Regions from separate parts of the Rattus norvegicus genome. Here region 1 is linked to region 2. The links are chromatin contacts, called in public Hi-C maps. All regions are on one chromosome and are shown on one strand. Each heading gives the region's core, a stretch centred on a gene start, on an enhancer-like site or on the middle of the called end of the contact. The rest is flanking DNA. Distances are from core to core; before and after follow the strand shown.

Region 1 (2,700 bases), core at 2-2,501, 120 kb after region 2:
CCCCAAGGACTATGATCACAGTGGCAGCCTGCACCTGTAACCACAACCACACAGTGAACTTTCACTAGAGGCTGGTGGCAAAACACAGAGATCTTTAAAATTTCCAATTTGGAGCCCAAATTATGAATATCGAAAATTACCCAGTCCCCTGCCCCTACCCGATCCTCTCCCAAACCTAAGTGCTTTCTGAGATGAATATTCATGACTCTTCCCAGCTCACAAACGCTTTTAAGGAAAATATTACATTTGGTCCTCAAATGAAACAAAGAAACAAAAACCCCTAGAAGTTGTTGTGCTTGTTGCGTTTATTTTACAAATGAAGACACTGAGGCTCACAGTGGCTCTGTGGTTTGTGTGAAGCTGCGTGGGAGAGTCTACCTTCCCCCCTCCCCCTCACAAATCTTTCTCCTACGCTGCTGACTTCCTACTAAGACCTTGTGGCTCCCCGGGGCGGTAGGAAGATGAGACTTCCTTCCCATCTGGGAACTGCAAAGAAAACGGCAGCGATATAGGAACTGACCCCATGTGGCCTCAACAGCTGATGGGAAAATGGTGCTCAGAAAGGAAATGTCCCTGGAGTTGCCTCACTGCCACCAGACCAAAAGGGCTGCATCCCAGCAATAGCACAGCGCTGTTGGTACAAGAAATGAAGCTTTCAAGTTCAGGGCTCTTTTTAATCAAGTAGTGATTGCTTCGTAAAAGGGACTTTGGAAAATATAGTCATCTTTCTATCACAATAGAAATGTCTGAGACTTCTAACAGGAGAGTTCTTTAGATTCCAGGACACCATTTGTGGCACGGTTGCTGGGTGACTGGGGATGCTCTACTTGGCTCATTTCAAAACCAGGAAGCAAAGAACATCAAGAAGGGGCCGGACTCCCGCTAGCCCCTTAAGGGCATGCCCCCCAAAGATGTGAAGACATGCCCTCTAGACCCCACCTCCTAAAGTTTCCACCATCTGCTGGGTGCGCTGGTGCATGCTTGCCTCCCAGGAGAACTGCAGCTTCAAAGCCATTAGGCTCCTCCATAGTGAGACACTGCCTCAAATGGTTTCTCCTATCCCCAGACTGAAGCTTGCTGGGGACTAAGCCTTTACCATGGAAGCCTTTAGGATATAGTTAAGCAAACTACATATCAGCACTCAAATGAAAATAACAAAAGAGTCACACCACCCATTAAATCCTCCTCCTCCACTCCCTAGTAGGGCATCTGCCTCCAAAGAACATTCCTGAGGCATAGCAGGAATCCTGTGCTTCCCCGGCAACAGGAAGTGGTTCTAGACAGAGCGTGTGCCTTTCCTCTTGTTATTGGCCCACGGAGACAATGGACCCCATGGAATGGAATTTCCCAGGAGTCTCTTGGGAGCTCGGGTCTTGGAAAGATTTCACATACTTCTGAGAGCTCATCAAACTGCCTCGCTGGAGAGACCATGATCAGAGACAAAGATGGGTCAATGATGAGCAGGGACCCACCTTGGCCAGTGGTGCACGTCTGTTTAAACTCAAACCTCGAGTCAGGAGACAGACAGGGGATCTGGGGGGGGGGGGGGCACTGGGTGTCTTTAGTCAATTCTCTTCCCAATGCAGCTACATTGAATAAATCCCGTTTCTGATTTTCACTTTTACTGTCCCCTTAACTGGAGTATTGAGGACAGGGGCCCTGGTTTGTAAGGGCTGCCAGGGCCCATGCATCAACCCCAACACCTCCTCCCATTAACTCGGCTGTCAGCCACATAGGCGGATGTGTGTGTGTCTTTCTACAACATCAGAATTTACTGAATAACTCTAAGTTCACAAAGTATGGTGGTTTTAGAGCTGTCCGGCCATTTCTGTTCCACTTTCCTTGATAGCCCTAGCCCCAGCAAACACAGGCTTTTATTCTGATATTAATTACTAATATTTACTCTGTGTATATGTGTGTGTGCCTGTGCGTGTCTGTGTATGTCAGTCTGTGTGTCTCTGTGTGTCTGTGTGTGTATCTGTGTATGTGTGTCTGTGTGTGTGCATGCATCTGTATATCTGTGTCTGTGTGTGTCTGTGTCTGTGTATGTGTATGTCTCTGTTATGTGAGTGTTTGTGTATGTCTGTCTGCGTGTTTGTGTGTGCCTGTGCATGTGTCTGTCTGTATGTGTGTTTGTGTGTGCCTGTGCATGTGTCTGTCTGTCTGTGTGTTTGTGTGTGCCTGTGCATGTGTCTGTCTGTCTGTGTGTTTGTGTGTGCCTGTGCATGTGTCTGTCTGTGTGTTTGTGTGTGCCTGTGCATGTGTCTGTCTGTATGTGTGTTTGTGTGTGCCTGTGCATGTGTCTGTCTGTGTGTTTGTGTGTGCCTGTGCATGTGTCTGTCTGTGTGTTTGTGTGTGCCTGTGCATGTGTCTGTCTGTATGTGTTTGCGTGTGCCTGTGCATGTGTCTGTCTGTGTGTTTGTGTGTGCCTGTGCATGTGTCTGTCTGTCTGTGTGTTTGTGTGTGCCTGTGCATGTGTCTGTCTGTGTGTTTGTGTGTGCCTGTGCATGTGTCTGTATGTGTGTTTGTGTGTGCCTGTGCATGTGTCTGTCTGTGTGTTTGTGTGTGCCTGTGCATGTGTCTGTCTGTGTGTTTGTGTGTGCCTGTGCATGTGTCTGTCTGTGTGTTTGTGTGTGCCTGTGCATGTGTCTGTCTGTATGTTTTTGTGTGTGCCTGTGCATGTGTCTGTCTGTATGTTTT
Region 2 (2,700 bases), core at 159-2,658:
CTGAAAGGCTTTGGCCCCTGCCTTATTTCCTAACGTTATACATGTTATCACCCCCATTACGGTTTATTTCGTCTAAATGGTAACCATCCTATCAGGAACAAAGATATTCTATTTTATTTGTTTGTTTCTTTATTTTGGGACAGGGTCCCATGCATCCCAAGCCCACCTCAAACTCCCTAGTTGAAGAAGACCTTCAACTTCTCTGATGGTTTTGCCTCCAACACCAAGGTGCTGGGATTCTGGGCACGTGCTAGGACACAGTTCGTAGTTTCTGCAGTCTTCAGGGTTGAACCCGGGGCCTCCTGCATGCCACGCAAGCACTCTGCAAGCTAAGTTACATCTCCAGCCCCTGACGGTGAAGCTCTTCTAGACATTTCTACCCCACCTCACCCCTATCTAACATAGTGAAATGATGACACCCCCCCCAGGAAATTGGAATCCCCCAAAATTGTCATGCTGAGAGAAAGAAAGGATGAAGGCCGAAGGGAACTTGGGTCCCAGAATGCCGGTTCACACATCTCTTGACAGATGGGAGCGGTGAAGGGCGGGGCCACACATTGCTGAGGACTGCTCCGAAGTGCGGAGTGCGTGCTGCTGGTCCTCTTACTAAGCCTGAACTTCATGTCAGGACCCCACAGTGCGCTTGGGAGCTATGGGAGCTCTGTGTTTCTCTTCCTGGTGTGTCCACACTGAATACATCTTTCTCTATCTGCTTCTTGCTGTTATTCGAGGCTCTGATTGGCCTGTGGAGGGGGGTGACCACGCCTAAGTTGCTGGACTGCCAAGCTGTGACCCAAACAACTCTGGTAAGAATACTTGTCCCTCCAGCTAAAACACCAAGTGCAAGAATGTGTATTTTTACTTACAGTTGGGTTCCAGGGTCTTAGGAAAATGCTTTCACGTTAAATTCTAGTAAATATTTACTGAATGTGTGAATGAATCTTACGTTTAAGGCTAACTCAAGCACCAAACCCTAGTTATTTCCCTGAGATAATTATGTGGAAGAATATACCAAGAATGGAGTTATAATCGCCTAATGTAGAAGCAAGAACTGCTTGCTTCCTTATACCTTCAGTTAAAATAGGCCAGTACACCACATGGGGGTTGCAATTCCTACGTGGCGCCACAGGATGGCACCATTGCTCAGTGTATTTTCTCTGGAAAGCAGTCTGGTATCAGAAAATACTCATTCGTCAGCCCTCCTTCCCCTCCTCCTCCTCTCTTCCTTCCTCCTTCTTTCTTCCTTCCTCCTTCTCTCCTCCTCTCTTTCCTCCAGTACACTTAACGTTAAGGAACGCTATAAAAATAAGCCTTTCCAGAAGTTCCGAAAGAGAAGACGCCAAGCAGGATGCGTTGCACAAGACATCTGACAGGATCCATTAGGTCTGTCTTCTCTCTGGCTCAAAGCCCAGAGCCCTGCTGCTCCCAGCCTGAAAAGCAGCACGCACAGGAACGTCAGGGATCGGCTCCCTCCCCTGCCCCGACATCCACCTTGAATCCCTAATATAGACCCATCTCTGCAGCCCCTTCCTACCCTTGGGTCTGACGCTGAGAAACTATCAACAGAGGGGTCTCCCCTTGGGGTTCCATGGCCTTTGGCCTAAAAAAAAATCGTGTGACACCTTTGAGACTGTGGGTGGCGCTGATGATATTTTGTGGTTGGGGAACAAATTCCCAGGGATGGAGCAAGATTACTAAAACAAGAGGACAAAAGGAGCGTCAGAGACTGTGCTAACAGCTGGGGGCTTCCCTTTCCCGGGTCTTAGTGCTTGGGTTTGAAGGCGGTGGTCTGGTTCTAGCTGTTTGCTGGCCTCAGGAATGGGAACCAGTAACCATCTCCAAACAGAGGTTGGGAAAGGAAAATAAACCACACCCCCAGGAATTATGGGTGCTCCCCCCACTTCAGGCTCACTTCCCCTCTTCCAAGACCCAGTCTAACCCTGACACAGTCAAGCTTCGGGGAGCATGAGCAGTGTTCAAGCTAGAAGGTCATTCAGGGTGATGATTAGGGCAGTCATCAATTCCCGAGGCCGGAGAGTGACTCACTTAGCTCTGATGTGCACAGATCAAAGGAGGGTATTTATGGCTTAGACACAGGCCTGCCATTCTTCATCGTAATAAATAATATAAAGTCCTCATTCTGCTGCCGTCTCTACCCCAGCTATCTCTGGGCTGAAATGAACACCCTTCTCTCTCCGCTCTACTCTTTTGCATCTTCAAAAAGGTCAAGACATCTGGCTCTCAGAGACTGGCTGCCACCGTGCCGTGCCGTGGAGAGAGGGGGCTCAAATGCCCTTGTCCCCAGACAAGAGCACAGTCCAGCTGGCTTGCAGCTAGCTCTTCTGAGAACTTACCTTTCTTATCTTGCTTAACTGTGTCTCTCACTGTTTGGGCAGGCTAGAAACCCAGCTTCCATTTGAGAGCTTTATGAACTCAGGAACTGTCATCTCCGCTCCCCAGTCTGTAAAATCTGGATAATTAATAGCACAAAGTCTGGCTCGTGAGGATGACAAGACAGGACCAAGTCTGTTACAAGACAATGCCAGTGAGCTCTGTGCAAGCCTCGACATTCTTGCGGTATTTCCAAGAACTTCGTGGATGCAGCACACACTGATCTGTGTGGCCTCCTCAGTGAAGATGTGCACCCCACACCCCGCCCCAGGACAAAAGACCGACCCTCTTACAGGAACCAAATGGCCG

Evidence for each region. Hi-C and Micro-C count contacts between places; a contact is called where the count stands out from the background.
Region 1: a contact with region 2 is called in a Hi-C map of the A7r5 cell line, with 1.9 times the contacts expected there. The contact joins two enhancer-like sites. A contact is called at or near these places in 2 of 12 Hi-C or Micro-C datasets (the A7r5 cell line and hepatocytes).

What each region holds. Positions count from the first base shown.
Region 1 is chr14:100,947,855-100,950,554 of GRCr8, forward strand. It overlaps LOC102552091 (a long non-coding RNA gene), which reads right to left. Exons shown (of 7, transcript XR_010057753.1): 3 at 1-2,700. Among named protein-coding and RNA genes, the nearest start is that of B3gnt2, 85 kb to the right of the region's middle. Within about 2 kb of position 1,252, at least 36 of the 93 cell types and tissues checked have an H3K27ac peak or open chromatin away from gene starts, as enhancers often do. A contact at or near this core is called in the A7r5 cell line, where this site is marked.
Region 2 is chr14:100,826,558-100,829,257 of GRCr8, forward strand. No RefSeq gene overlaps it. Among named protein-coding and RNA genes, the nearest start is that of Rpl28l3, 62 kb to the left of the region's middle. Within about 2 kb of position 1,409, at least 61 of the 93 cell types and tissues checked have an H3K27ac peak or open chromatin away from gene starts, as enhancers often do. A contact at or near this core is called in the A7r5 cell line, where this site is marked.